7 separate regions of the Mus musculus genome follow, and all the other regions are linked to region 3. The links are chromatin contacts, called in public ChIA-PET, HiChIP or PLAC-seq and promoter capture Hi-C maps. All regions are on one chromosome and are shown on one strand. Each heading gives the region's core, a stretch centred on a gene start, on an enhancer-like site or on the middle of the called end of the contact. The rest is flanking DNA. Distances are from core to core; before and after follow the strand shown. Region 1 holds the start of Scrn1 (secernin 1). Region 2 holds the start of Adcyap1r1 (adenylate cyclase activating polypeptide 1 receptor 1). Region 3 holds the start of Gars (glycyl-tRNA synthetase). Region 4 has its middle 56 kb from the start of Mturn. Region 5 holds the start of Mturn (maturin, neural progenitor differentiation regulator homolog (Xenopus)). Region 6 overlaps Plekha8 (pleckstrin homology domain containing, family A (phosphoinositide binding specific) member 8). Region 7 has its middle 24 kb from the start of Mturn.

Evidence for each region. Promoter capture Hi-C pulls out the DNA fragments that hold promoters and counts their contacts. ChIA-PET counts read pairs in DNA pulled down with a chosen protein or histone mark. HiChIP or PLAC-seq counts read pairs in DNA pulled down with a chosen protein or histone mark.
Region 1: a promoter capture Hi-C map of hematopoietic stem and progenitor cells shows a contact between it and region 3. The contact joins the promoter of Scrn1 here to the promoter of Gars in region 3. A contact is called at or near these places in 13 of 39 promoter capture datasets (the HPC-7 cell line, cranial neural crest, embryonic stem cells and 8 more) and 8 of 115 datasets of contacts at active chromatin or transcription factors (the SCID.adh cell line, astrocytes, bone marrow-derived macrophages and 4 more).
Region 2: a contact with region 3 is called in a promoter capture Hi-C map of hippocampal neurons, with 3 times the contacts expected there. The contact joins the promoter of Adcyap1r1 here to the promoter of Gars in region 3. A contact is called at or near these places in 5 of 39 promoter capture datasets (the 3T3-L1 cell line, hematopoietic stem and progenitor cells, hippocampal neurons and 2 more).
Region 4: an RNA polymerase II ChIA-PET map of effector CD8 T cells shows a contact between it and region 3, with 58 read pairs. The contact joins the enhancer-like site here to the promoter of Gars in region 3. A contact is called at or near these places in 1 of 39 promoter capture datasets (cranial neural crest), 12 of 115 datasets of contacts at active chromatin or transcription factors (the 230-238 cell line, the SCID.adh cell line, bone marrow-derived macrophages and 7 more) and 3 of 9 other capture datasets (adipose tissue, liver and macrophages).
Region 5: a promoter capture Hi-C map of pre-B cells shows a contact between it and region 3, with 8 times the contacts expected there. The contact joins the promoter of Mturn here to the promoter of Gars in region 3. A contact is called at or near these places in 19 of 39 promoter capture datasets (the 3T3-L1 cell line, 3T3-L1-derived adipocytes, the HPC-7 cell line and 12 more), 11 of 484 Hi-C or Micro-C datasets (CD4 T cells, CD8 T cells, Th1 cells and 7 more), 28 of 115 datasets of contacts at active chromatin or transcription factors (the SCID.adh cell line, T-cell acute lymphoblastic leukemia, Th17 cells and 21 more) and 4 of 9 other capture datasets (adipose tissue, embryonic stem cells, liver and 1 more).
Region 6: an H3K27ac HiChIP or PLAC-seq map of VIP interneurons shows a contact between it and region 3, with 5 times the contacts expected there. The contact joins the enhancer-like site here to the promoter of Gars in region 3. A contact is called at or near these places in 10 of 39 promoter capture datasets (the C10 cell line, cranial neural crest, embryonic stem cells and 7 more), 9 of 115 datasets of contacts at active chromatin or transcription factors (the SCID.adh cell line, T-cell acute lymphoblastic leukemia, VIP interneurons and 5 more) and 2 of 9 other capture datasets (adipose tissue and liver).
Region 7: an H3K27ac HiChIP or PLAC-seq map of T-cell acute lymphoblastic leukemia shows a contact between it and region 3, with 4 times the contacts expected there. The contact joins the enhancer-like site here to the promoter of Gars in region 3. A contact is called at or near these places in 1 of 39 promoter capture datasets (embryonic stem cells), 12 of 484 Hi-C or Micro-C datasets (CD4 T cells, Sertoli cells, Th1 cells and 6 more), 32 of 115 datasets of contacts at active chromatin or transcription factors (the 230-238 cell line, the SCID.adh cell line, T-cell acute lymphoblastic leukemia and 22 more) and 3 of 9 other capture datasets (adipose tissue, embryonic stem cells and liver).

What each region holds. Positions count from the first base shown.
Region 1 is chr6:54,564,924-54,568,869 of GRCm38.p6, forward strand. Scrn1 (secernin 1) reads right to left here and starts at 1,459. Exons shown (of 8, transcript NM_027268.2): 1 at 1,317-1,459.
Region 2 is chr6:55,449,750-55,453,411 of GRCm38.p6, forward strand. It overlaps Adcyap1r1 (adenylate cyclase activating polypeptide 1 receptor 1), which reads left to right and starts at 2,229. Exons shown (of 17, transcript NM_007407.4): 1 at 2,229-2,619.
Region 3 is chr6:55,035,545-55,039,388 of GRCm38.p6, forward strand. It overlaps Gars (glycyl-tRNA synthetase), which reads left to right and starts at 2,457. Exons shown (of 17, transcript NM_180678.3): 1 at 2,457-2,689. The coding sequence starts at 2,498.
Region 4 is chr6:54,735,676-54,739,276 of GRCm38.p6, forward strand. No RefSeq gene overlaps it. Among named protein-coding and RNA genes, the nearest start is that of Mturn, 56 kb to the left of the region's middle. Within about 2 kb of position 1,801, at least 94 of the 459 cell types and tissues checked have an H3K27ac peak or open chromatin away from gene starts, as enhancers often do. A contact at or near this core is called in the 230-238 cell line, the SCID.adh cell line, adipose tissue and 3 more, where this site is marked.
Region 5 is chr6:54,680,050-54,683,607 of GRCm38.p6, forward strand. Mturn (maturin, neural progenitor differentiation regulator homolog (Xenopus)) reads left to right here and starts at 1,575. Exons shown (of 3, transcript NM_001289740.1): 1 at 1,575-1,882. The coding sequence starts at 1,721.
Region 6 is chr6:54,637,614-54,641,330 of GRCm38.p6, forward strand. It overlaps Plekha8 (pleckstrin homology domain containing, family A (phosphoinositide binding specific) member 8), which reads left to right. Exons shown (of 14, transcript NM_001164361.1): 14 at 3,171-3,717. The coding sequence ends at 3,368. Among named protein-coding and RNA genes, the nearest start is that of Gm34249, 18 kb to the right of the region's middle. Within about 2 kb of position 1,553, at least 6 of the 459 cell types and tissues checked have an H3K27ac peak or open chromatin away from gene starts, as enhancers often do. A contact at or near this core is called in VIP interneurons, where this site is marked.
Region 7 is chr6:54,704,246-54,707,864 of GRCm38.p6, forward strand. No RefSeq gene overlaps it. Among named protein-coding and RNA genes, the nearest start is that of Mturn, 24 kb to the left of the region's middle. Within about 2 kb of position 1,541, at least 86 of the 459 cell types and tissues checked have an H3K27ac peak or open chromatin away from gene starts, as enhancers often do. A contact at or near this core is called in the SCID.adh cell line, Sertoli cells, T-cell acute lymphoblastic leukemia and 7 more, where this site is marked.

The DNA.
Region 1 (3,946 bases), core at 209-2,708, 470 kb before region 3:
TTACATGATACGCCCATCCTTTATAAAGCCACTCGTAAGGTACAAAAGTATGTAAGCTGTGCACAGTTGTATTCTGCACAGTTGACTTTAAATGGGTCTAAAGAAAATCAGACCAAATTAGAGTTTCAGTTAGGCTTTTGACAAGTTAGGGAAACCAGCTGTAGCTCCCTAAACTTCCCACTTGCTCCCCAAGGCACTGCAACTTCACTCAGCTTTAACCAGCTCCAAGTACACTCCCTGCCTATACACAGCAGAGCCTTTTCCTCCTGCTGTTTCTCTCAGCAGCTCAAGCCCGGGGCAGCTGCAGTTGGCTGTGGTCTGCTAGGGTTCCGCCTGGCCTGATTTTTCATGCTGCCATTTTGAATTAGCATAGGTTTACTCAGCAAGTGATGAGGATTTAGGCAGGCGTGAAGCACAGTAAACACACACACACACACACACACACACACACACACACACACAAAACCAGGAAGAAGCACTTAACAAGCTACAATTACACAGAAATACACCTCTATTTAACAGAACCCTACCAGGTCAACTTGGGAGACAGAAAATAGTAAGTTGCCTTAAACGCAAATGGGTGTGATCACATTTTTATTCCTAAATTCCAACCGATTTTCTAAAATTCAGGCGCTCCTTTCATCCTCCTGCAGACCTCACTGTGGTCGCTAAATAATTAGCAATTATTTAGCAATTCTGCCTGGACAAAAAACAAAAAGCAAGACGATAGGGGTAAACTGAGGTGGAGTGATAGCAAGGGTCGAGACACCTGCCATGACCCCACCCGGATTCCAGTGTGCAGGGGTGAGGCCTGGAGCGAAGCAATGTCTGGTGCCAGCTCACTGGCCCTTGGGGATAACCACAGATACCGGGACTCCGCCCGGCGACCAAGGGTAGCGGCCTAGTCAGGCGCCACGGATGCATTACTCGGGAAGGAGCCAGGCTCTCTCTGCTAGCCGCAAGACGGAGCCGCAGGAGCCGCCAGGGGAAGCTCAGGGGCCCGGGGAAGCTCAGAGACACTTCCCGCGCCCTTGCAACTCGGCGCCCAGAAAAAGCAGCACCCGGTTATAAACTGAAAGGGAGGTGCGGGAAGGATGCGGGATGGAGAGCAGGAGCAGATTCTGACCAGGCTGCAGTAGCTTCGTCCCGAAGTCCCTGATCTCAAGTCGGGCCAGACCGAGGCCACCTAACCTCCGATCTCCCCTTCCCTGGTCCACACTCGCGAGGCGTTAGAATTGTAATGGGAAATGTGGTGACCTCCCAGCGGAAGAGCAGCTGCCAGCGCCCCGGCGCTCCCCGCGTAGCCTGAGGCTCACCTGCCAAGCAGCCGGCTCCAGCCGGGTCCAACGGTGCTGATGCTGCGACTGCGGAGTTGGGGGCGCTGCGGCGGCTAGGTTACAGCCTCTGCATCCGTAGCGCAGAAGACCGCCGGCGCTCCGGTTTCCCAGACTCCAGGCTCTCCAGCCCCCGGCTAACAGCTGGTTTGGTCACGCGACCGCAGACCCACCCTCCGCCTCCCGGTGCTCTGGGCCCCAGGACTCGTTGTGTTTGACAGCTGAGGCCTCAGAGCCCGCCCCGCCTGGGAGGGGAGGGCACCAGGAGCCCCCAAGAACAGCAGAGGGGGCGGGACTCAACAGAAAGTGGTTCCTTTCTTTCTAGATTTTTATTTCTTGGTTGAAACTCTCTCGAAGGGAGGAACCAGAGCTTTAAGGAGCCAGGTCCTGCTTTCTCCTGGCAACATTTTACTGTGTGGTTGCTAGTCTGAGCCTTGGTGCCTGGCGAGAATTCCCTGCAGAGATATGCATTCTTCATTTGGTTGATTCAATGTGTCAAAGTCCTTCCCTAATGTTAACCGATTGTGATCGTGCTCATAAACCAGACGATGCAGCATATTCACACTCTGTGGACCAAGGTCATGCAGCAAGTAACAAAGGCAAGATTCCACACCAGGGTTAATAAACTTTTGACAGGGAAAGAGGTGATGCCCACCTCAAGGCTTTTGATAACAACGCCTCAGGGGCTGAGACCCGATCTACCTCGATAAGAAAAGGCTGTAAGAGTCCACTGGGAAGAGAGTAGCAGCAGCGGGCAGCAGCAGATTCACATGTATTTTCCAGTTATCAGATGAACACAAATCAAAGTTTTATAGTCTCTATGGTGTGTGTGTTTGTGTGTGTGTGTGTGTGTGTGTGTGTGTGTGTGTGTGTGTGTATGACAATATCTCTCAAGATAAGAACATATGTAGCCTTTCACCTGATTCCACTTTTGGACTTTTGGAATTCATCTTATAGAAGAAAGGACACGGGTGTGAAATGAGCAGGAGGATTCTGGGGGGGCCATATTATTTGTGTCAGCAACGACTAGAACCAAACCTCACAGTGGTGGTACACACAATTAGGGAGGCTGACAAGGCTACATAGTAACACCTTGTCTCAAAAACTAAAAGATTGAATGAAATTCAGCCTATAAATACCATGGAATTCCATCCAGCATATTTTAAAGATTTAAAGATGAGATCATTGTCTGTGTACTAATTCAAGACTTCCAACTTATACCAAGTAAAAGGCTAAAGTGGGGATAGGTTAGGTGCAGAACAGTGTGTGTGTGTGTGTGTGTGTGTGTGTGTGTGTGTGCGCGTGTGTGTGTGTGAAAATATATACACTTCCTTTTGCAAATGCTTAGACTACTTTTGGAAAGATCCATAAGAAACTGTAACAGGAGATTCCAAAGGGAAGAGAGCTGATGACTGGCCACCAGGTAAGGAGACTTTCCCATGTCCTCTTAAATCAGTGTGTGCTTGTAGCTTGTCAGGTGAGGAAGCAGACAGTGGGAGAAGGATGAGGGAATGTGGCAGGAACCATCAATAGATTCTACAGAAAAGACCATTGGTTCACAGACTTAGAACACAAAGGTGCTTTGTTTATTTACTGCAAACAATAAACTGTGTAGCCTAATGCATGTGGCTAATAACTTTCAAAACTCCTAAAGAGCTTGACCTGGGGCCTCCCTGGTAACTTCTGACGTCAGTCTCCAGAGCTGGGACCAGGAAACTTGAGTTCTGCCAGATTTTCAGGTTTCCCTTGTGCATTGATGTTTGACAGCCGCTGTTCTGAAGTCTCTGTTATCTCCCGGGTCTCCACACAAGCTTATTCCACCGTGGTGTAGCACTTATTAAGCACCAATAAGACATTTTTATTCTTGGCTTTGTACAGGACAGACTCTGCTTCCATTCAAGTCACACAAAGAGAAATAAGGGAACAGAACAGTCCAACAGATTTAAAAAAAAAATCTAGAATTATCAGTTAGGGCTTTAATCACTGGCCTCTATCAGCCATGTGGAGTCTAGCTGTGTGTAAATTACAAGGCCTCTGTGAGCTAGCCCACAAGGAAAAAAATCTTTTAAATGACATACAATTGTTACATCGTCAATTACAGTCTGTCTGGCATGCTCGGAGCTGGTAAAGACCAGTGCGCTGTATGTCTGCTTTACTCCACTGAAGGAGGCACAGGGTTGTTCTGTTTTGTTTTTGTTTTTGTTTTTGTTTTCTTTTCCAGAATCAAAAAAGGGAAAGTAGGAGTACAGTGGTGACTCTGACCTTCACATACTGTCACGAGGGACGCACATAACCCCTCCCTCTCCTCAGAGAAAACACTATAGGTGCACTTCTATTTTTTTTTTATTGATAACCAGTACGATTAAAATAAAATTATTTGGGAACATGCAAAATATACAATCCTAACGACATCATAACTGGTCCTGCATATGACTTCTCTTCCCCAGTATAAATCTGAGGGTAACAAATAAATGAAGAAACATTGTCATAAATTAGGAACTCAACTTGATGGAAAATTTCTCCAAAATCATCTATCTATTAAACTTAACACCAGTAGAGATTTTAAAAGCAGAAACTGACAAGCGGATTCTAAAATTTATTGGGATGAACAC
Region 2 (3,662 bases), core at 979-3,478, 410 kb after region 3:
ATTTGAAGTTGGCTTTTTGGGTGAGTGACCATAGAGATAATGGGAAATCTTGGCTCTGTTCTTGGTTTGGGGCACCAGAATTGGTGTAGTTCTTATTCATAGGAACACATTTGTTAGGAGAGCCAGAGACAAATCCCCGAGTCAGGCACATGACAAAGAAGCCCATGCTGGGCCTACAGAATGATGGAGGGCATAACTCACAACACATTCATCTGCTGGGGTCTGGTAAGTCATCTTTGTGCTCCTGTGAGGTGAATCAACTAGGAAAAAGCATCGCTCTTGGATGACTTCAGGCATACCTGGCTCTTAGGTTGGGTACAAGTAGTAAGTCTGACTGTCCTCTACCTGGAGTCTGCCAGGGACTCACCTTCAGGCCATAGGCTGTGAAGCAAAGGGAAGACATGTGGGTTTACATGAATGTCTCATTTCTTTCTGCACAGCTGGTTGCCTGGATAGAGGAAGACACCCACCATGACTGTCTTTCTCATATTCCATGATGTGCACCTGCTAACACACAACAGAAAGCAGGGCTCTGGTTCCCAGACACAGACATGAAGAACCAGCAGTATGTAATGAGCCAGGAACTGGATGCACAAACTCAAAGCGTCAGGATTCCCGTAGTGGAGTGATCTGATCTACTGTGGGTAAGTGATTGCATCTCCCCCTCCCTGGCAGCCCCTAGTGCCAATGTCCCATGTTTCATGTTCCACTTCCTATGTGGAGGCTATCAACAGCCCTGCCTCCCCTTGAATGTCTCGCAGTTTGCAGAGTACTTTCACAGGTGACATCTCATTTGATCCGTCCTACATCAAGGCTGGAGGCCAAGTAGAGAAGCTGACCTCCAGTTTGGGAAAACAGACCAGAGAGAGATGCAGTGCGTTCTAGAGCTGCTCCTGATTGACTGCTGACTTCTGCCCAGCGTCTAGCTGTACTCTCCCTAGAGGGGGTCCTGACCACTCTTAAGAGAGAAGACATATTCTCCACTGCTCTTCCTTTGGAACATGGCCTGAAAGAACACAAGCGAGTGCCAGCTGTCTACGAGGTGACCAGTGCTTCCTGGACTAAGTGGGGAATCATAAACTTGCTGTCTGTATATAGGACACTCCATACATCTTTCTGGAGCATCAGGTTGCTTCCTATTCTTAGCCTTTCTGTTTTCATTGTGAAGTCGGATGTAAAATGATCATGTAGGTCTTACCAGTTAGGGTTCTGTGTGGCTCCCATTCATGGGTCTTCTCCATCTCCTTGTCCTTTTGTTTTCAGCTAGACTGACCTTGCTAACAAAAGGCTCAAGTTCTTTCTCCTTCCCTCTTCTTCCTTGAAGGTTCTTCAGAAGGACACACATCAAGGGTGGCTCAGAACTTGCCTGAACAGGCAATGACAGAAGCCAGTTGAGACTAAGTGATGGGGATACAAAGAACTCAGGATGCTGTGACTGGACACAGTTATGCCAAACTGGAGGTGGCAGGATATTGGCACTGTGACCTTATTTGACTGAGTTCTGCTCATTAAGCTCCTGCTTATCAAATTGTACCAGAAGAAGGGTGAGTACACCATATCACCAACAACAATAGTAATTTGTTTAGCATCAGTGAATATATGAGCCTAGTACAAGTTTGCTACTGGCACACAGACTGTTCCTACACAATGTTGTTCTTCTCATGAGCCCAGAAATAGAAACGATGTGGTGCAGGTGAAGAAGTGGAGGCTCAGAAACATCAGGCCGCACACCCAAACTCCCAGAGCTGGCAGGGCAGTCTCATTTATTTTTAACAGACTTCCCGTAAGCACCTCTACTCCTTTTCTGGCTATAGAGGTGTTCTCTGGGGTGTCACATTCGAGGACATCTAGATAGGCACCTGCAATTCATCCCTTCTAGACCCCTGACTGTGAGCAGAGGAGGGCCCAAAGAGGGCCAGGGACTTGCTCAGGTGGCAGGTTGCCAGAGGAGGCTTGGAACACAGAGAAGAGAGGGAGAGGGCTTTCTCTAGTGGATGTTTTGCTGTTGGACAGAAAGGTGGTGAGCCCTGAGGAAGGCACAACTCAGCCCGGAAGCTCTGCGACAGAACTGGGAAAGGGGGGCTGTTACCTCCGCCTCCGCGCCCTGGGTCCCTGCTGCAGCTCTGGCTTGTGTCAGCGCGGTGGTCCTCATCCAGCTCCCCATCTCTGCCCCCGGCCTAACCCCGCCCCCCGGGCTCTCATTGGCCTGCACCCCACCCCCCGCCTGCGAGGTCTGCCGGGGAGGCGGTGGTCTATCGCCTCCCTCGGCCCCGGGCCTGGCTGCGCAGCAGAGGCGGCGCCTCTCCCGCAGGACAGAGCCGGTCGAGTGGCACAGGGTGGGCTAAAGGAGACGAGGGACGCCTCGCTCCGATTCCCGACTGCGACTGGCTGCGACTTTGGAGCAGCGCGGTCCCTTGTGCAGTACGCACACACCGCGGCGCAGGGACACACAGACTTGGCTGCTCGCGGCCACACGCACCGAGAGACCAGGCTCGGCGCGCGCTCCGCGGCGCACACGCTCCAGCCAGTGCGGCTCTGGGCGCGGATTCGCGGGTTGCGCGTCCTCCTGCACCTTCAGCCCCTGCGCCCAGCAGTCCCGACCAGCCCCGAGGCCATCAGGTAAGGACCACTCCTGGCCTGTCCTTCTGCTCCGCACTCGCCCAGCGCCAGACCCTTTTCCAGCGGGGCCCTTGGACCCCTCCTTCAGCCCAGAGGTCTCCAGGAGCCGCGTGCTCTGCCAAACCCAAAGCCAGCGAGGGCCAACGCGGGGCACAGAGTCGGAGCCCATCCTCTCCCGCCGCCGCGGGCTGCCTACGCTTCTCTCTGCTCCATCCAAGTGTCGGACCGTGGCTTGGAGCACATTATTGTAGACCATTCAGTGAGTATCGGCCTAGCTGTCTCAGCCTTTTCTGGTGCCAGAAAGAGGCATTCAGGGGCACGAATGACACTACGGCCAGAGATCCCCCAGAGCTCGATCTCCCTGTCTCCAGGTCGGACCAAAGCGCCTACGTGGATTTGGAAAGAAATGCTGGAGGGTCTCTTGGGAACTCGGTTCTACAGTCTGCAGGGCGTTTGAGGGATGAGCTGCGGAGATAAGATAGGGATCAATTTAGTTTGTGCCCCCAATAGAGATAAGCTTTAGCATTGTTTTTAAAAGGATAGCCCTACGGCTATAGGACTATCCTAAGGATAGTCTTTCCCCGGGGCTCGGGGAGAGGTTGACCAAGAGACGCTTGGGGGTTGGTGGTCTAACAAGGAAACGCCCTGCAGGGCCTGTGGGGGAAAATCGCTGTGGGAGTGGGGTTGCTGTAGTGGGCCCCTCCGAGACCCCTGATGTTTGTTTTAAAGGCCCAGGCTCTGCAGTAGCTAGCTGACTACTGGGAGCAGGATCATATTGTCAGCAAGAGCAAGGGACCAGGCACCAGTTCGTGGAACTAGATCTTCAGGAGCAAACACGCAGGAAGGGGATGGCGATGGCATTTCCCTCGCTGCTAGGGAGTGGAGCTTCAGTTCTAGGAACCCAGAGCCTTCTGGACCACCTTGGCATGAGAGGGGGTCTGGCTAATTCCTCAGTCCATTTCAGGGCTGCTGTGACTACTTTTCTTTACTTCAGGCTGTATGTCCCATAATTCCCTCATGGCCTAAAGAGAGAGAAATAGGCA
Region 3 (3,844 bases), core at 1,207-3,706:
ATTTCCATTTCTCCTCAAAGTGTTGGTAAGGAGAGAAGGCAGGACACAAGTAAGCCCTTGGAGCATCCCTGCAAGAAGGTTAAAGGGGTTGTCATCATGATGTCTACACAGAGAGGGTATGAGGAGGAATTGACAGCTTCCTAATTGTGTCACCAAATACTGTCATGGTTCCCTGAGTGGGAACAGACTCTGCTTTGGCACTGAGAGCACAGAATCCCAGTCGTGGTCTCCAGGGAGCTGTGGCAGCTGCGGTGACAAGAGAAGGATGCAGCAATTTGAAAAGTTTTTTTTTATTTTAATTTAACCCATAAGTGAATGAGACAGAACAATATAATAATATCAAGTTACCAGTTTACAAAAATCCAGATGGCTCTAAATTATTTTATGACAGAACAGAACTCATTAAAGTTGCCTGTACCTATGACTAACCTTTTCATTTTCAAACTTATGTAGGTTGTGGCCTAAGTTTTCCTATAGAGCAAGTTGCTATACCAGGCTGGTGTAGAGAGGCCTCCTTTGTTGTCCACATCTCCTTATCTCAGTCTCGAGTGGGTTTGGGTGTTAATCTTAGATGTTTACACTTTAGCTAGGACTGGCTAAAATTCCAAACTTCCAGCCAACAGTATTGGGAACCGAGATCCTTGGAAGTGGCAGCCAAAGCAATAAAGAGTATCTGGGACTAAGACTTTCACCACCAATTCCAAACCAGAGAGAAGAAATGAAGCACCCAGCTACTTACACCAAATTTACTCACTGAGTAAACCGTCTCCCAAGCCTAGGAAGCATTCTCCATTGCTAAGGGAAATTTGCAGGTCAGCAGCAATGGGCCAATTCCCTGGGACAAGGGGTCTGGTCTGTGCCTGGATTAGTCCATGGGTTCCCCACACTGCAAGCTGCTAAACCATGGGTAAAGGTCTGTCTGGACTTGTTCCTGGCTTGCTCAAACAGGCCCATATCATGCCAGTCACTGGGAAAATATGCATGAGACTGCCAAGCATGTAGCCATGAGAACGAATTTCGGACCTGACTCCTGGAGACTGGGGTTTGGAGTTATTTGTAGATAAAGAAGCAGGGTGGCCTGAGGTGTCAGAAAAGTGACTATAGGTGAAGACTAAGGACGCATCAGCGATCTTTGTCAGGACCCCTTCACTGGATCTATGTTTCTAAACAATGGTGGCAATAGCATGTTCTGAGTGTGAAATTTTAAGCCTCCAGATTTCAAAAGGTCACCCTTGGATATCTGTGCAGGCTGCAGGAAAGGGCCAGGAACTTAAACTGGTTTACACCTTCAAGTTCCTGAAAAACACCAAGATTGCCACAGCACCCCAGGTGTTATATCCAGTAAAGCTAATAAAAATACGCGTGATCCCTAAAATTGGCAGTAAAAGCAACTTGGAAGCAAATGAAGAGCGTCACAAACCTCCTCTTGCTTAACTTTTGTCTTGGGGATACTGGGTAAACTAGTAACTACCTTGTGTCTGGTTCTTCACCCTAAAAAACAGCATCAAAGATTTCTGGGAGTTGAGAACGTGTGGTCTCTCACTGCATGGAGTTGGGTTCTCTGAAAGAGGGCCTTGAGCCAGGTTCATTGCCCTCTAGACTGTCCACTGTGTAAAAAACCAGCTAACCAATCACAACAATAGCACAAGGATAATGATGGTCTTCTTGATATTTGTGAAACTGGAAGGTGGTATCTCCCGGTTGGGCCCATCATCTGGCTGACTGGCTGTGAGGTGTCCACAAGTTTGGGAGCATCCAACCTATATAACTTCTGCAAGAGCTTTGAGGCTAGAGTTCCCCTGACTGCTCCATGAGGTGGTTATCCAAGTAAAATCACTTTTCCTTTGCCTCTACACCTTGTCTTTCAAATTAACTGGCATGCCCTGAGAAGAACAGCAACTCTGATTCCTATAAATAGTCCGAGGAACATTGGGTCTTGAGCAATATTTTTGTTTTTGCTGTTGTTGTTTGTTTGTTTCTTAAAGACAGAGGCTCACTGTGTATTTTAGGCTGGTCTTGAACTCACGATCCTCCTACCTCGTCTTCCCAAGTGCTGGGATTACGGATGTGCATCACCATGACCCACTAGAGTTATAGTAACTCTAGGTTCCGATTTTATGTGACTTTATATACTCTTCTAAACAATGGGCTGAGGAAGAAGCAGAAGTATGGGTGTTCCAGTGGGGCGATTCGAGCGTCTGGGACAACAGAGAAGCCCACGATCTAAAGGTGCTCGGGCATCTAGGTTAGGACTGCACTCTCAGAAGCCATGTCCTTCTGTGCATTTGTCTGGAGCGTCCTCTTCACACATTTTTGAGCAAGTTGGTGCCCTTCCGGGTTCTCTGCCGAATCTGCGGTTGCAGACGCGGCGGCTGCGCGCGCCTGCGGGAAGTGCGGCTGCGCGCGCCTGCGGCCTGGCTGCGCTATTTCATCATGCACCGGGCGGGCCGCGCGCCGCTTCCGTAGCCGCCCTGCGCACCGCCTAGGCGGCGTGCTCATGCCCTGTCTGCTCCCCTCGCTGCTCAGAGCCACCCGCGCCGCGCTGCCGCTCCTGTCGCCGCCCCGAGTGGTCGCAGCGTCCGCGTCTCAGCGGCTCCTCAGCGCTCCCGCGCAGCCCGCCGCCTCCCGGAGCAGCATGGACAGCGCGGAGGAGCTGCTGGCCCCACTGCGGCTAGCCGTGCGCCAGCAGGTACCGACCCTCGCCCGCAGCCGCGCGCCGCACCCCGCTCCTGTCCGTCCTTCCCCTGTCCCCGCGCTGCGTCGGCATCCGTGATCCTTGGGCCTCGTGCCCTCTCTGCGTACCCCGAATCCAGCCGTAGGCTTCGCCTCCCTCTTTGAGCGCCCCGATGGCTCGGCTCAGCGGCAAGCTGATGCTGCGCGCTTCTTTTCTTTAGTCTTGGGGATGCTTTGGGAAGCGTTCCCTTCTCTTTATCTTCCTTGCTTCAGTGTTTAGCCTGAGGACTGGCTCACGGTCGAAACGTGGCTATGGGGAGGTGTCGACCCCCCACCCCCCTCCAATACTGATGCGAATTCATGATCCCTCTCCTGTCATCTTTCTGCCTTCTGAAGAGAGTGTCTGGAACCAGCGAGCTTTCGGATCAAGCTGGAAATTGTAGATGGACTGACCGAGCCACTCAGTGAAGTCATCCATTCTTAGGGTGGAACACCTGAAAATGTCATTTTGCGGAAGGGAAGGGAGGTTTCTTAGCTGGAGAATCTGGGGATTTAATGCAGATCTCCTTTTTTTACTGTAGCACTGAGTGGTGGTGATCAGACTTAAGAGGGAAAGGAGAAAAGTATTTGGAATGATACCCACACCCAGTGAGAGCCAGAGCTTACAGTAGGGCCCGGCATCCATGACCTACTAGCTGTAAACACCGGTCGGGTTGCGCCTGCTCTGGCGCCTGATGCAATCGTTTGTCTAGCTAAGGAGGGTGGAATCCTGTCTTAAGGATAATTCATTGGAGCTGAGGTGCTGCAGCTTCGAGGAATTCTGCCACTTTGCTCCAGTTTGAGCCCGACTCAGTTAATAGGCTTTCATTTTGATTTTCACTATGGGCTTTATTTTTTCTTTTTTTAATTGTATGTTCTGTACATTCAGTCTCCATCCACCTTCCACTCCCCACATAAATGTATGTGTGACTCCTTTGTTGTTTTGTTGTGACCTAACTCCTTCCTTTGGAACAATACATCTAATTTTGGGGGAAAAAAAAAAGCACACACTGCAAACCCCTCCCTCTGCCACGTTAGCCTGGAACTGCAGTACATAGTATTCCTCTGTAGTAAGACTGAATGTAGTTAACTTCAGGACGCATTGATCATGGAGAGCCTTCCTGTACAGCTT
Region 4 (3,601 bases), core at 551-3,050, 300 kb before region 3:
TGTGATAGAACTCTGTCTCCTGGACTGGCATGGCCATTGCTGTCATGCACATGAAACCCTTATAAGATTGGTTCCATAACATCCCCTCCGAGAAGGGGGCATCATCAGACCCTCACTGAGATTTTAGCCATTCTTGCTTTCCAGCCTCCAGCTGCACATGATCCTGCTCCAGCTGCTAAGGACCTTGTTGGGTGGGCTGTTAAATTATGTAGGAGATAGAAGGTTAACTGAGATGAGACTCCCATAATGTAGCTCTATTGAACTGGCTCCCATGCTTAGGGAGGGTTTTTGGTCCAGCTGCTTAGCTCTCCATGTCCCTGTAGGTTACCTCAGTAAACTCACTGATTCATCTAGCTGGCCCTGGATAGAATTGTTTGTTTGCTTCGTTGGTGCTGTATCTGCAGAAAAGAGATTTTTGCACATCTCCCCAGGGAAAGTCCTGTAATACCTAGAGACAAAAGGGATGGCCTGGAGACACCAGGGGGGCTTGGGACTTCAGCCACTGCTCACTTAGGCAGGCACGGTTCTCGGGGTGGAAGGAAGATCTGAACAGCAAAAGAACTCAGAAAACAGGAAGTGACAAGCTTTGTCATATCTTTCTTAAGTAGCAGAGATGCAGATCCTCAAACAACAGTGTCGGTCCCGTGGAGGAGGAGGAGGAGGCTTCACTTCTCCTTCGCGTTTCAGTTCCTGGTGTTGGGTCTGGGGTGGTCACAGATTGACACGGAATTTACATAGATGCAAGTGACAACTGGGAAACTTCTGCAATGCTAACTCAAAACATTTTCCTGCAACTCTTAACATAACGATGCCACGTTTCTTGACTTAGCAATTAGATGGACATGAAATGCTAGAGTTTTTTTTTTTCTAAAATAATTTCATTTGTATAATTTTCACTCGAACATTCCACAAACATGGATTATAGCATATATTGACCTTTAAAGGTAAGTTTTGAATTCTTAGAAGAAAAATATACATGTGAAAATGTGAAAGATTATAATTTGGGGATTTTTGAACATTTATTTTCATTTCTATAAATGGATGAAAATATATTCAAAATGTATATATATTAGATAGAACTATATCAAGATTGTAAGTATTTGAGCATTACTGTCAATAAAACAAATCCTGTTTGCTCACTTGTGAGGGTAAGGATGTGTGTGTGTGTGTGTGTGTGTGTATGTATGTGTGTGTGTGTATCCTTTAATAATAACAGAAATATCTTTTTTGAATGTAGGCAACAGATGGGAAAGAGGCAGAATAGACTCATTAATAGAATCATTAGTATGGCCACAGTCTATCTCCTACCATTCCCTAACTACTGAACTACTGATAAGGACTCATTAATGGGAATTATATTATTCCACTCTTAGGAACCAGTTTCTTAGAAGAAGATGAAAGAAGCAGGGAGCAGGATGGGGGTGGGGTGGGTCTTCCTCCTATTAAGGGCTGCCCAACCCGATTAGTGCTGCCTTCCAGGTGGCCCTCAGGTTGCCAGTGCAGTTCCTAGAAACCTGTCTATGGCTCTTTTCCCAGTAGGAGAAAGAAGAGCTGCTAGGCTGGCCTGGGAATAAGGCAGCCTTTGTCACCTTTGTCCCCTGGACTACTGCTTCTCCTGGGTTCCATTAACAAACCATCATGGGCACTAAAGACATTCATAAACCCACCCGAGAAACTGATGGGGGCTGGCACAAAGCCTTTGCAGTTACCCACACAGAGGGCTTAGCCTGGGCTATGGCACACCCACATGAACACTTCCTGGGCTTGAAGGAAATGATGAATTTGTTAGCTCATTCATGCATGTGGCAAAACATATACTGCATGCCTATTGTGTGCCAAGCATTGTAGTAGGTACAGGGAAACAGCTGTTACAGTGACCAGTGTGTCCCGTTTGTTCTGAGCTCCTCATGACTTCCTTAGGATTTTATGATAGCTATGTTCATTATTCATAATGCATTCCTTTGCATCTCGATCATGTTTATACTAATGAGGTGACTTGGGGTGAGATCCCTAGATAGACTTAAGATTCGGTCTAGTGACTAAAGAGACCTTGGAAGTTTCAGTGCCACCCACCAAAGCTTCCATCAGCATAGAGAAGGTCAGAGCTGAAGACTGAGAGCTATAGAGATCTCAACAAGGAAGTGACTGGCAAATGCACCCTAACCACACGGGCAAAGCTTTCATACCTGATGAGACCTTGTAGAATTGTGCTTGTGTGACTCATCCACTCCTTGTGTCACTCCTTAGTGTCTTCTATGCTAACCACACAACGGAAGTTAAGTTTCTCTAAGCCCTGTGAGGTGTTCTAGGAGAAGTGGCTGATGGGAACCTCTGATTTTATACCCTGTCAGTGAGACTATGGATGCCCTGGCTTGTGATTGTCAGTTCAAGAGGGGGTACTTGTGGAATTTCAACTCAGCAGAGCTACACACTCTCTCACTTTCTGGCTAGTATTAGAATCAAAGTGAATTGCATGATAGTTTGGATGTTGGAGAACTGGGTGGTGTCACAAAACAGGACTTTCTCCATTCTCACTTCAATAATGGTACAGCAGGAGAGAAGATGGATCATGAGACATAATCACATTAGGGTGATGTGTTCAACGAGGGGAAGGATGGAGCTCCCTGGAAGCCTGTAGCAGGAAGAATTTATCCTAACTTTTGAGGAAGAAAAAGTGACCCTAAGGAAGGTTACATGGGAGTTATCTGAGAGAGAGAGAGAGAGAGAGAGAGAGAGAGAGAGAGAGAGAGAGAGAGAGAGTTAGAGTTCCAGGGAAAAAAATAAGCAGGACCTGGAGGGAGGGTCGGCAGGAGCCAAAGCAGGCATGAATGTGAAGGCTACTCGTGTTCGGTGAGGGGGAAAAGCAAGAACCCTCACTTCAGAAAGCCTTGAGCTGCCTTGTGGAGTTTCCTCTTCAGACACCACTGAGCATCAGTAACCTACTCAGCCTCATGAAGCAGCTTCTAGACACTCCAAAGGAGCTGTGATGTCAGACATAAGTCCTGAAGGAGAGTGCCATTGGCCCATGAGGAGAAACACAGTGGAGGCATGCTTCCTGCTCTTTGTCAGCTCTTTATGAGGACAGCCTTATAACAGTTGATTTCATCTACTGATGGCATCCTGGCTCTAAGGATGGGCATGTGAGCTGACACAGACGTGGTGATTGATTCAGAAATGGACATAGGACTTGAGCTGAGCCATTAAAATCTTCCCTTGGGGCTTCTGGCGGAACTAAAGAGGAAGGCAAACTACTGAGAAAGTAAGTAAAGAAGATGGTAAGACTAGACTGAGTACCAACCTCCAAGAAGGAAGCTGCCCTCAGAGTGCCACCACCCCCACCCCCACCCACTACCCTCCATCTCTACCCCTGCTCCCTCAGTCCTTCGTGGAGCAAACTTGAGGTTCGTTTTCCTCGGTGTTTCAGAAGGTCCCTGGTTGCCCCGCTGGCCACAAATCAGTGATTCTCATCCTTGCAAGCCCTTATTCCCTGACTCCTCACCTGGGTCCCTAGGACACTACCCAAGCCAAATCCTTACCTCAAGGTCTCCTTGTATAGAAATCAAACTTACAAGGGGCTCTGTAGTCACTTTTTTTTTCTTGC
Region 5 (3,558 bases), core at 325-2,824, 360 kb before region 3:
ACAGTCTCGAGCTTGTGCACATTTCTACACATATTACATAAATGCCATGTCAAATCAGCAGCCATCCAAAATTTAACATTCATGCTTGGTTTAACAGAATGTCAAGCTAATCAATACTGCTTCACACATCGGACACCAATGAGTACTGCTATAAGCCTAGGCATATAATCAAATTTCCTACATTTAAAAAACCCAGGGCTAGAGAGATGGCTCATTAGTTAAGGCATCTAGCTGTTCTCCCTAAGAACCTAGATTTGATGATACACACATGGTGGCTCACAAAGGCCTGTAACTCCAGTCCCAGGCTATCCAATACCCTCTTCTGGTCTCTGGACACCAGACACATACATGGTACACACCAATACATTTATGCAAAAACACTCATACAGATAAAAATGAGTAAATTGTAGAAAAACCCACTGGATTTCTATTCCTTTCACACACACACACACACACACACACACACACACACACACACACACACACTTTCTCAAACCCTAACTATAAGGTCATGAATATATACCCATTTTCACAGATGTGGAAACTGGGGTTCCCAGGACATATCCCAGTCACACTGTCAAGTGGGTTCTCTTAGCCTCAGAAGTCAGGGAGTAGAGGAAGAATCACTCCCACAGTCTAAAGACAAATGCAAAGACAAGCAAATAAACGTAAGGAAATTCTGCCACAGAAATGATCAAAACAGATGACTGTGGAATAACGTCTTCTGCCTGTAATAACAGGTGCACTAGCTGGGCTCCCCTTGGCTAGACTGCCAGCTTACTGAGGCGTTTAGACCCCAGCTCATTCATGTTTACACCCCAGCTAGCAAGGCTCCTGGTTCAGAAGGCGCAGTTTAAAAATAACCACGAATAAATGTTTATAGAATGAATGCTATTTAATGTGTCCCTTCCGGAAGCCAAGTGTTCAGACGAGGACTCTTCTACTCCCTGTAAACCAGTGTGTCTGCTGGGCACGCAGCAGCCAGAGCATTCAACAGGTGTAGTCAACGGGCAGGCTCCTTGCTTTCCAAGCAGGGTTGGGGTGTGGCTCGGTGGTAACATGCCTGAAAAGCACGACTCTGGGTTCAATTTTCCAGCAACTCAAAATACAAAACAAAACCTCAAACCCAACAAACAAAACAACAGTTGGCCATTTTAAGTCATATAATATAAATTCAAGCCAAATCAGTGAAGGTATTTGTAAGAAGCACGCAGCTTGATGTGCGTGTACACTTCCTTCCAAATCAGTCTAGAAAACACACTCTGGGTTCCTGGGAGGACCGAATTTTGGCTTCTGTAGAAAGCAAAGCTGTTTCCCCGGGTGCTCGCAGCACCTCTACAATCAGCCCTGGCAAGGACCAAGCAATCTGTACTTCTGGGTGCGTCCCTCGCGTTTATAGCGGATTCCAGAGAAAGCCTTCCAAACTGGCTCCAAACCAGGGGTCCGGAGCCAGCCCCGCCCCACCCCGCCGCCACCTGCAGAGACGGGCGCCCCGCCCACCCTGACGTCACCGGGCTCCGGGCGGCGCCGAGTAGGGCTCCGGGGATTGGCCAGAGTTCGTGACGTCACGAGCCGGGGCGGCCCCGGACTGGCGGGGCCCCGGGGTGCTTGGGTTCCTTTCAAGGCGGGCGGTGGGGGTGGGGGCGGGGCGGAGGCGGAGCGGGCGGTGTAAACAGACCCGGGAGCCGTGAGCCCCGGAGGAGGCGCGGGCGGCGCCGCCATGGACTTCCAGCAGCTGGCAGATGTCGCGGAGAAGTGGTGTTCCAGCACGCCCTTTGAGCTCATCGCCGCCGAGGAGACGGAGCGCAGGATGGACTTCTACGCCGACCCGGGCGTCTCCTTCTACGTACTGTGTCCGGACAACGGCTGCGGCGACAGCTTTGTGAGTGCACGGGACGGGCGCGCTCCGCTTTGCCCAAGCTCCTCCAGGGGGGCCGGGTGGGGCGGATAGCGGTGGCAGGGTGCCAGGGTGCCAGGGAGCGGAGGTGTGGCAACCTACCGGACCATCGCGCACCGGGCGCGTGGCTAAGAGCATCCCATGGGAGCCTCTATGGGGCACCCACCGGGCGGGGCTCATAGTCCCTGCGGCAGGATCCGAGGTCGGGTCCCCGAGAGGTGTCAGTCCCCCTCGGGGTCTCAGACACAACTCTGCAGCCGCTCCTCCCAACAGGGCCCCCTCTCCAGCCTGCGAGTCTCTCAAACGGACACAAAGCCTCTGTCCACACCCGCAGTGATAGATCTTTTGGACCCTCTTTGCGGAATTACGCCCTGGAGCTTAAAAATGCACGCGCGTGCACACGCGCGCGTTCGCGGGGGCACGCCTATCCCGGGTCTCCTGCTTCCCTAGCTCCTCAATGAGCTGCCAGCAAGTGTTTGTAGCCCATTCGGGTTCTAGCCTGCCATGAGGCTACTGTGTCCTCGCCGAGGCCTTTCGGCTTTTCCAGAGGAAAACCCCACACACCCAGGTCCAGAGGGACCAGAACCAGGAACTACAGCGACCATACCTTTGGCCAGCATCCCTCCCACTAGGTATTCTGGTGCTGACAGTTTAGGAAGGAGATACTGAGAGCACGCGGTTGTGATGGGAGGTGTGTAGGCAGGGCAGGGATGGCGCTTCGTGGAGTGTTTGTAAGCACTGTAAATAATAGTCCCCAAATGTAAGATGGAGGCAGCTGGGGATGAGGGTAATCGTGTGGTCGATGGCCTGAGGCTGGAGGCGCTGCTGCAGCAGAGGAAGATGGGGTGGTGCATGGTGCATCGACCGCTTGGCTCATCAGGTGAAATGACAAAGCTGGACATATCCCCCCACCCCGCTGGGTCCGTACACCTCATCCATCCATGGGAAGTTCAACCTAGGATCCCTGAGACCCGGACAGGACAGGTGCACATCTGCCCAATAAAATATGATCCTGGTTTTGGGTGGCAGCTAGATTTAGGTTCTGTTCACTTGTCTTCCCTTGAGTTGCCTACCCACAAAATTAGCTTCCTAATACCAGTTCTCTGGCAATCTTTGAAGTAGACCTAGCAGTTTGATGCACAGCAAGTGTCCTGCAAATTTAAAGTTCAGAGACCTAGTGTTCCCCCCTATCTTTGTATAAACTCTTACCTGGAACTAAGAATGTAGCTTAGTTAGAACACTTGTGTAGTGTGTGTAAAATCTGTTAAGCATTGAAGGAATTTGAATTAAGTAGCATCTCTGCTATTTGGAAATTTTGTTAACAGTAAGACTATTATATAGCATCTTTCAGTTTACAAACTTTAAGATTGTTTAAATAGTTACAAACACTGATGAAGGCTTGGTCTCTCCTTGGTCAGAGGTATCTATCTGACGGATGGCACTGTGCCTCTAAGCACAGGTAGTTGGCTCTAAAGGAATATAGCAGTACTTAGCCCCTATTCTGTTCGGCCATCCCCAGGTGCACACTTCTGTCTGTGTTCTTGGGGACATCACTCTCTTCCAGGCTTAAACAACTATGTCCTCCTGTTACCTGACTTCAAGTGGCAGCCTGTTGTCACTGGATGCCAAGCAGGGCTGCTTGGGAGTACCCCTGGCTTGTG
Region 6 (3,717 bases), core at 303-2,802, 400 kb before region 3:
TGTATGTTTATTAGGTGTCAGGCTTTGGGCAAAACACTTATACGATCTTCATCTTTAAAATAAAAAAAATATTTATCTGCCTTCTATGCTTGAGGAAGGTGAGGTTCTAAGAACCTAAGCACTTTGCTTAAAGTCTTCAAATGAGTATGTGAAAAATCTGAGATGCAAAGATACAAGCCACTCTTCCTTCACAAATGAGGATGGATTCTCAAAGGCTTTCAACGTATAGGGGGACAGTGAAGGTTCTCTGCTGTCTCAGGAGAGCCAGCCTAGCGATACTTGGAAGAGAAGTTTTGAGAGCTTTTAAACCAGACTAGCCAGACTGCAGTGGAGATGAGGACGGATCCTAGGAAGTCTCCTACCCAGAGAGATGGTTGGGAAGCACAGAGTGAGCCTAGCTTTCATCCTGGCCCCCACGTTCCTGAGACTTAAAATGCTCATACAAGAATAAAGATAGAAACTGTACATGGTTCTTCATATTATGATTAAAATGTCAGTATAGAAGCAAAAAAGAAACATTATCTGTGTATTAGTTACTTGTTGCTTCAACAAAATACCTGATAAAATCAGTTTAAGGAAGGAAAACTTATCTGGGCCCCCAGGATCCATCATGACAGAACCAGGCAGCAGGGGCTTGAACAGCTGCCCACATTGCATCCCCACTCAGAAGCAGAGTGATGGAGTCTGCTGCTTTCTCCTTTCATTCAGACTGAGTCCCCCATCCATACAGTAGTGCAAGTCATGGTGACCACGTGTCTCTCACCCAAGTTTGAGACACACTCACAGATGAGCCCTTAAGGTTGTCCCCTTAGAGATTCTAGATCCTAACAGGTTAACAGTATCACCATCATAAGTCTACCCTTTTCACCATAGGCTCCTGGCCATCTTATCATGCAAAATGCATTTGGTCCAACTTCAAAAGTCCTCAATTTGTTGTCTTTAACAGTTCCAAAACTGTTCAAAAGTGTAAGTTCAGAGTCTCTTCTGAGACTCAGAAAATCTCTTTAACTTTGAAACTCTGTAAAATAAAAAATCAAATTACATACTTTCAACCAAAAAATAGGTCACAGAGTAAAAATCACAATTCAGAAGAGAAGAGTTGGGACATAACAAGGGACTGTCAGACCAATGTCAGACCAAAGCCCAGTAGGAGAACACCGGAGTCTGCGGCTGCACATGGAGCATCTAGAGTTCCTGAGGGAGTCATTGCATTCTGGCGTGCTTGGGCAGCACCCATTGCTGCAGCTCTGCTGCCTAAAGCACACGGAGCCTGTCTCTGGAGCCACCTCGAAGCCATACCTCCAACTTGCCGCAGATACCTCGCGCTCCTGCCGTCTCTAATATCCTGAGTTCTCTGTTGCAACTTGGCTTTGCATTTGCAGCTTTGTGCCTTTATGCTGCAGTCTCTCAGGGCATCCTAGCAAGGAATCCAGGCTCACATAGCTTGGCTCAGAGGCCATCTGGAATCTCAGTCAAGACTCCATGACTCCCTCACTCTTGTGTCTGTCAGGACTGTAAAGCCAGTAACACATGGACAGTGTTTCTGACTTCTGTTGTCAGCAACAAGATGTAGCCTGGCCTCCCAGTACCCAATTGCATGGGCCTCTGTGTGCCTCACAGGCTGACCCTGGGGGAACACTTCCCTAGGTGGTAGTTATTCACCAGGGAACTTCTTTAGTAATAGTCTCAATTCAGGCTCTCCTTTTAAATGAATTTGTACTTATACAATATAGAGCTTTTGTTGGGTATGATATTCCCTTGGGCACCTTTCCTGTTGTCTCAGGTTTCTTTTTAATGGTGTTAATCTCTATAATATTCTAATTGCTTTCTCAGTACTAGCCTTCTCTACAACTCTGAATTTTTTTCTCCATGACAAATAGCACATGTCTGTTCCCTTTTGTTCTCTGACTGAAGAGCTGGATCAGAGCTTGCTACAGCCTGGATGCTATTCTAAGGGAGATTTCTCCTGCCAATGAAATTAGCCCATTGCCTTTGAATTAAGCCTCGGCACTAGCAGAATGCAGCCAGATGGTTTTCCAGAATACAATGTGAATGGCCTCTAGTCCAGTTCCCAGTAGAGTTGGTTTGCCTCTGGAACTGCATTACCTGGACCTCCACTGCACACATTTCACTTGGTATTCTAATCTTCCTAACACCCACTAGAACAATCCACTTAGCTCTGCTTATAACATCCTAAGGCTTTTCTAGCCTGAAGTTTCAAACTCTTCTGGAAACCAGTTCTAAAGATCCAATACACAAGAGGTCAGTTTCATCAAGTAACAATGCCTTCCTGGAATGAGTTTTCCGTATTCATTACTTTTATCGCTGCTACAGTAAAATAGCCAACAGCAGCAATTTTAAAAGTAGGGTTTATTTTGGCTTAGATATTGAGGGTGCAGTCCATCTTACCAGCTGGAGCTTGAGACAGCTGCTCACATTGCCCCATAGAGATGAAGTTTGCTGCTGGGCTGTTTTCTTCTTTTTCATCAGTCTAGGCCTCCAGACCGTGGAATAATGCCATCCACATGTATGGATGTTCCTCCTATCCCAATCAGCCAATCAGAAACTCTCTCACAGGCATGCCAAGAAGTTTATCTTCTAAGTCTAGATCCTGTCAGGTCATCATTATTACCATTACTTGTTCTCTTCCTTGTTATAAAACACATAAGGGGTTAGAGAAAATATTATCCATGTTGAGAAATAATAGAAGACATGAAGACACATGAAATGTTGTTTGCAAGTGAGATATGATTAGAGGTACTGGAAAGCTAGACAGGCGCATGCCAACAGACAGGTGTACATACGGACTGACCAAGGATTCAAGGAGAAAGAGTCCGAATCCTAACTATGAGAAGGGAGCTTTTCTCTAAAGCCTTGTCTCTTAGTAGTCCCTGACTTGGTGGCATTGTTCATTATTGGCCCAAGAAGACCCCTGCCTTTTCTAGTCTTGAAGTTACTTAATTTGGTGCTTAGAACCTAATTGTAAGCAATTTGTGAACTAGAATTAGAAGGGCATTTATATTTTGTATGCCCTTGTGTTCCTCAGTGTTCCTCCCTCCCCCCACGCCCCGCCCCCGTGTGTCTGTGTGCGCACATGCATCTGTCTGTCTGTAAGGGTAAGTGTATAAGAGACAGTTGTGTTGCGATCCTCACAAGTAACTCTTTTGCAGTTAGCACTGAGGGCAGCGCCATCCTATGAGGACTTTGTAGCTGCGCTAACCATAAAAGAAGGCGACCACCAGAAAGAAGCTTTCAGTGCTGGCATGCAGAGGGACCTCAGCCTTTACCTCCCCGCTATGGAAAAGCAGCTGGCCATACTGGACACGTTATATGAGATCCACGGGCTGGAATCTGATGAGGTGGTGTGACAGCCACAGGACAGCACCTCCTAACTTCAGGGAATAAAGTCTGCTAAAGTGTTGTGTTGCCCTAGTTAATTTCCAGCAACAGCTTTGATACTCTCCAGCCTTTCCTTGGGGAGATGGACATGAGGAAGTCCTAGTGCTTTTATTTAGAATTGTTTTAATGCATATGTGTTTCATGTGTTTAAAAATCAAGGTGCTAAATATTTCAACAGGCCTACTGGAAACCAGATCATCGCTGTCCCAGACTTGAATAGCAGGCAGTAAGAGCAAAATTGACAGATGGATTTGTTGGGTTCACATTTGTATTGTTCTGTTTCAGTTACTAGTTTTAATGGGCCACCCAAACCGAAGC
Region 7 (3,619 bases), core at 291-2,790, 330 kb before region 3:
AGTGAGGGGGTCTCTAAACTCGAAAACGGCTTAGCAGCCCCAGCTTGAGGCTGTGGTGTTTAATGTCATTGGAGGTCCTTGGTCTTGACCGAAGATTCCAAGTCCAGAGGAAAGCTGTGTGTGCACATTCTAAGGTCCTCTGGTCAAAAACTGGCTCCAGAAGGGCCATGGAGACAGATTTTTATCATGAGAAAATTCCTGTTTCTATGACTTGATCACACAGGCTCGGCCTTACTCATCTCTCCTCTCTCCGCCCTTAATCTCTGAAATCATCTGGCAGGAGGAAGGTTCTGGCCTAGACAGGTCCCTCCTTGACAGTCTGTATGGCGCTACTCACCACCGCCCCCTCCCCCAGCTTCCCACCATCCTTTTGATTTCTCATGGGTAAGAGTAAGCGTGGGGACCTCATTTCTGATTTCCCTTGGGGGAGGAGCATCAGTAGAACACCTGCACAGCCCTGCTGTAGAGGAGGGAGTGCCACAAGGTCCCATAAAGCAGTGATGGTGACCCGCCGGCCATGCTTTCCCAGGATCCCCTTTCCAGGGAAGATCCACAGCTGTGTATTAGCTCAAACGCTTGGAGGTGTCCTCCTGCCTTGCCGAATACCCCTTCTCTTTATAGTAAATCACAGGATTCAAACTGCAGCAAAGATGGTAGGACGGGGTTCCTAGCGTAATAAACACTCTTGTTTCCATTGTGAAGTCAGCCAGGTGTGGTGGGTACCTCAATATCCTCAGGGCTTGCTGAGCACACATGGGTGGATTCACAACATGAGGGAAAAACAACCCACACCCCAGTATTTGGAGACTCCAAGGCTGGGTATCTAGCCCAGAGTCCTGCTGAGTTAGTCGACCAAGTATTCCTTTGTTTGTCAGGATTAGCCGTCTGGTAGCTTGGAAGCAGGGTTGAAATGCTCCTGGAACCAGCTGATACTTTTCCTTTTGATACCCTAAGAGGCACAAAGCCCCTCCGAGTCTCTAAAGCACCTTGCCCCTTTTTTGGAATGGAAAACAGTGCCGTTTTAAAAATAAAAAATAAAAATAAAAATAAAAATAAAATGGGCAAGCTATGATTAGCAGCCAAAGAAGAAGTGTGAAAAGAACCTAGCATTTTGTTTTCTAGGGAAACAGCCCCAAAGTGGATGTAGATGCCAAAGTGATGTGGGTCCTCCGGGATGTCTTTTAATTGGAAGCCTCTAGAGGTCAGCACAGTATAAACAAAGGACTTCCTAAAGCAGAGGCCACACACCCTCCTAACTGGTACAGCCCCAGGGAGCAACCAGCCAGGGTGGGGCAGAAAGGCAGTTGGCACCCAGAGCACAAGAGACGAAAATGTGATTCTTCAGTGCAGCCTGCTAATCTCTGACTCCAGTTATTTTCTGCCCTGTCTTTCTGATCTATCTCTGCGCTCCCTCGACCGTGTATCAAACGGTCTGCCGATTGACAGCTGAAACAACAGCTGGCTTACATCTTGTACTGGGCAGACTCAGCTCAGGACACTTTCTGCTGCTGGTCAGCCTGTGGGATTTGCTACTGTGCCTACACTGCCGCTGTCCATGGGCTTGGAGGAGAACCTAAGACAGGTTGTGTAGAGCCTGCGGGCGAGACAGATGAGGAAGGATCAGATGGGCGTGGCTGACTAAACTGCTGGACACCAGGACTCCAAGCATAAGGTGCAGAGCTTCAGGCAGGGATGCCTCAGGTTTCACAGGACATGTCTCCAGTCCTAAAAGGAAGTGGGCGTCTGGAGTCCCCCGGAAGCTTCCACAGGAATGTTTTCTCCCCTTTTCTGTTGTCTGGTCTGTTTAGGTTTTCCTTGTTCCTGCCTCCCAAGGAAACATAACCTACACCACAGTCAAACGTCATTGAATATGGCTCTTTGGCAGGGACTGGAATACACCCAGGACACAAACATGGAGAAAGGATAGTGACAGAAACATGAAAATATTCCCCAGACTCCCCAGTAAAACATTTTAACACTTTGTAGCTTAGTAACTTGACTTGACTGATTAGATTTCAAGACAATGGCTTTTTGATCCTAATGAGTGTAGACTGCATGGTGTAGTTCCTAGTTCCAGAATAGCCTGGTGACTTTCCAGTCCTTGTTCTCATGAATTAAACAGTGCTAAGTGAGTAGACTCTAGCTGTATGCGCCTATTACACACTAAACCATTTTTGTTTCTGTTTAAAAAAAAAAATACAGGGTCTCACATAGCTCAGCCTGGCTTTCAGCTAGCCTTGTAGCCAAAGGCCTTGGACACTTAAGTCTCCACAGCTTGCCCAATGCTGGGATTGTTACATCCTAAGTTTCTTTTAATTTCGTTCCTTTTCTCAATAGTTTTTGGGTAGGGATGTGTGTGTGTGTGTGTGTGTCTGTCTGTCTGTCTGTCTGTCTGTCTACTGTCTTTTTCAAGATGACGAAACAGAGGCATCGAGCAATTAAGCAATTTTCACAACATCACACAGATCTAAGTGCATAAGGACTGACTTTCAGATCCAGGCCACCTGGCCCTGAGGCTCTGAAGCTCTGAAGCTCTGCCCACTACTCCACTCTCCCCAGTAAGGTGGGTTCTGCCTTCATTCTAAGCATGACTGGATGAGGGGGTGGGAATGGGACAGTGTCCTTTTCATCAGCTCTGCAGGGCCTGAGCACCGGATGGAATGTTGACAATGTTTCATCCTTGCCCTGCCCTTGACCAGAGATTAGGTCTGCTGCTGGACAACATGAAAATAAAGTTTCCAATCTTCAGGCCCTGGCACAGACTAGCAAGCAGCTAGAAGAAAGGGCTTTGAAGAGAATGCTTAGGCCTGGTCAAGGCTAAGGAAACAGCCTGCTTGCCTTCCCTCTGTCCTCCTCATGGCCCTTCACTGGGACATGCAGGTGCTTATTGCCTTTCTTCCTGATGGAGAGCCTTCCCTCCAACTCCCCTGAACATTTGTGCAGCAGAGATCCAACCCCTCAGCCAAAGTACAGAAGCAGGGAGACAAGGCTGCCCTCCAACCTGGGTCAGGTTCCGTGGAGTTCAACACTCACTTGTCAGCCTTCACAGTGTGCCCAGACTTAGCCAGGTGTAGTCCAGCAAGACCTGGCACCTTGCTTCCCCAGTGACAGGAATGCACATTTGTCATTTTAAGCCTTGTGCATCGGCAGTGGGAAGGACCCCATTTCAAACCACATTCTTTTCACCTTTGAGCTGGCTGCATGCAAGGTTCATTTCTACAGATGCCCAGAAAGATGGTTGGGGCTCTGCTTATCTTTCTAATAGGGCCTGGGGATTCCTGGTAAATGACGATGGAGAATGTGCCAAGCCCCCAGCAATGCTTGTCTGGCTCCTGAAACGGTGGCACAGAGAGAGTGGAACTGAGAAGGTGTGCCTAATAAAGCGCCATGGTGACAGGAACATTCTAAGCACCATAAAGCGGGCCAGGTTTTCTGAGCGAACTGTACCACAAAGTTGCAAAGAAAGGTTTCTTTTCTGAGTCTGACTCTTAATTCCCACAGAAATTTGGTCTTTTACATCTTGGCTTCCTCTACTCAGAAAGGTTAAGGAGACACTTGACAGGGATTATAACAGATCCTAAAAACAGAAGCATGTGCTAGGAATGGTTTACAGGACATG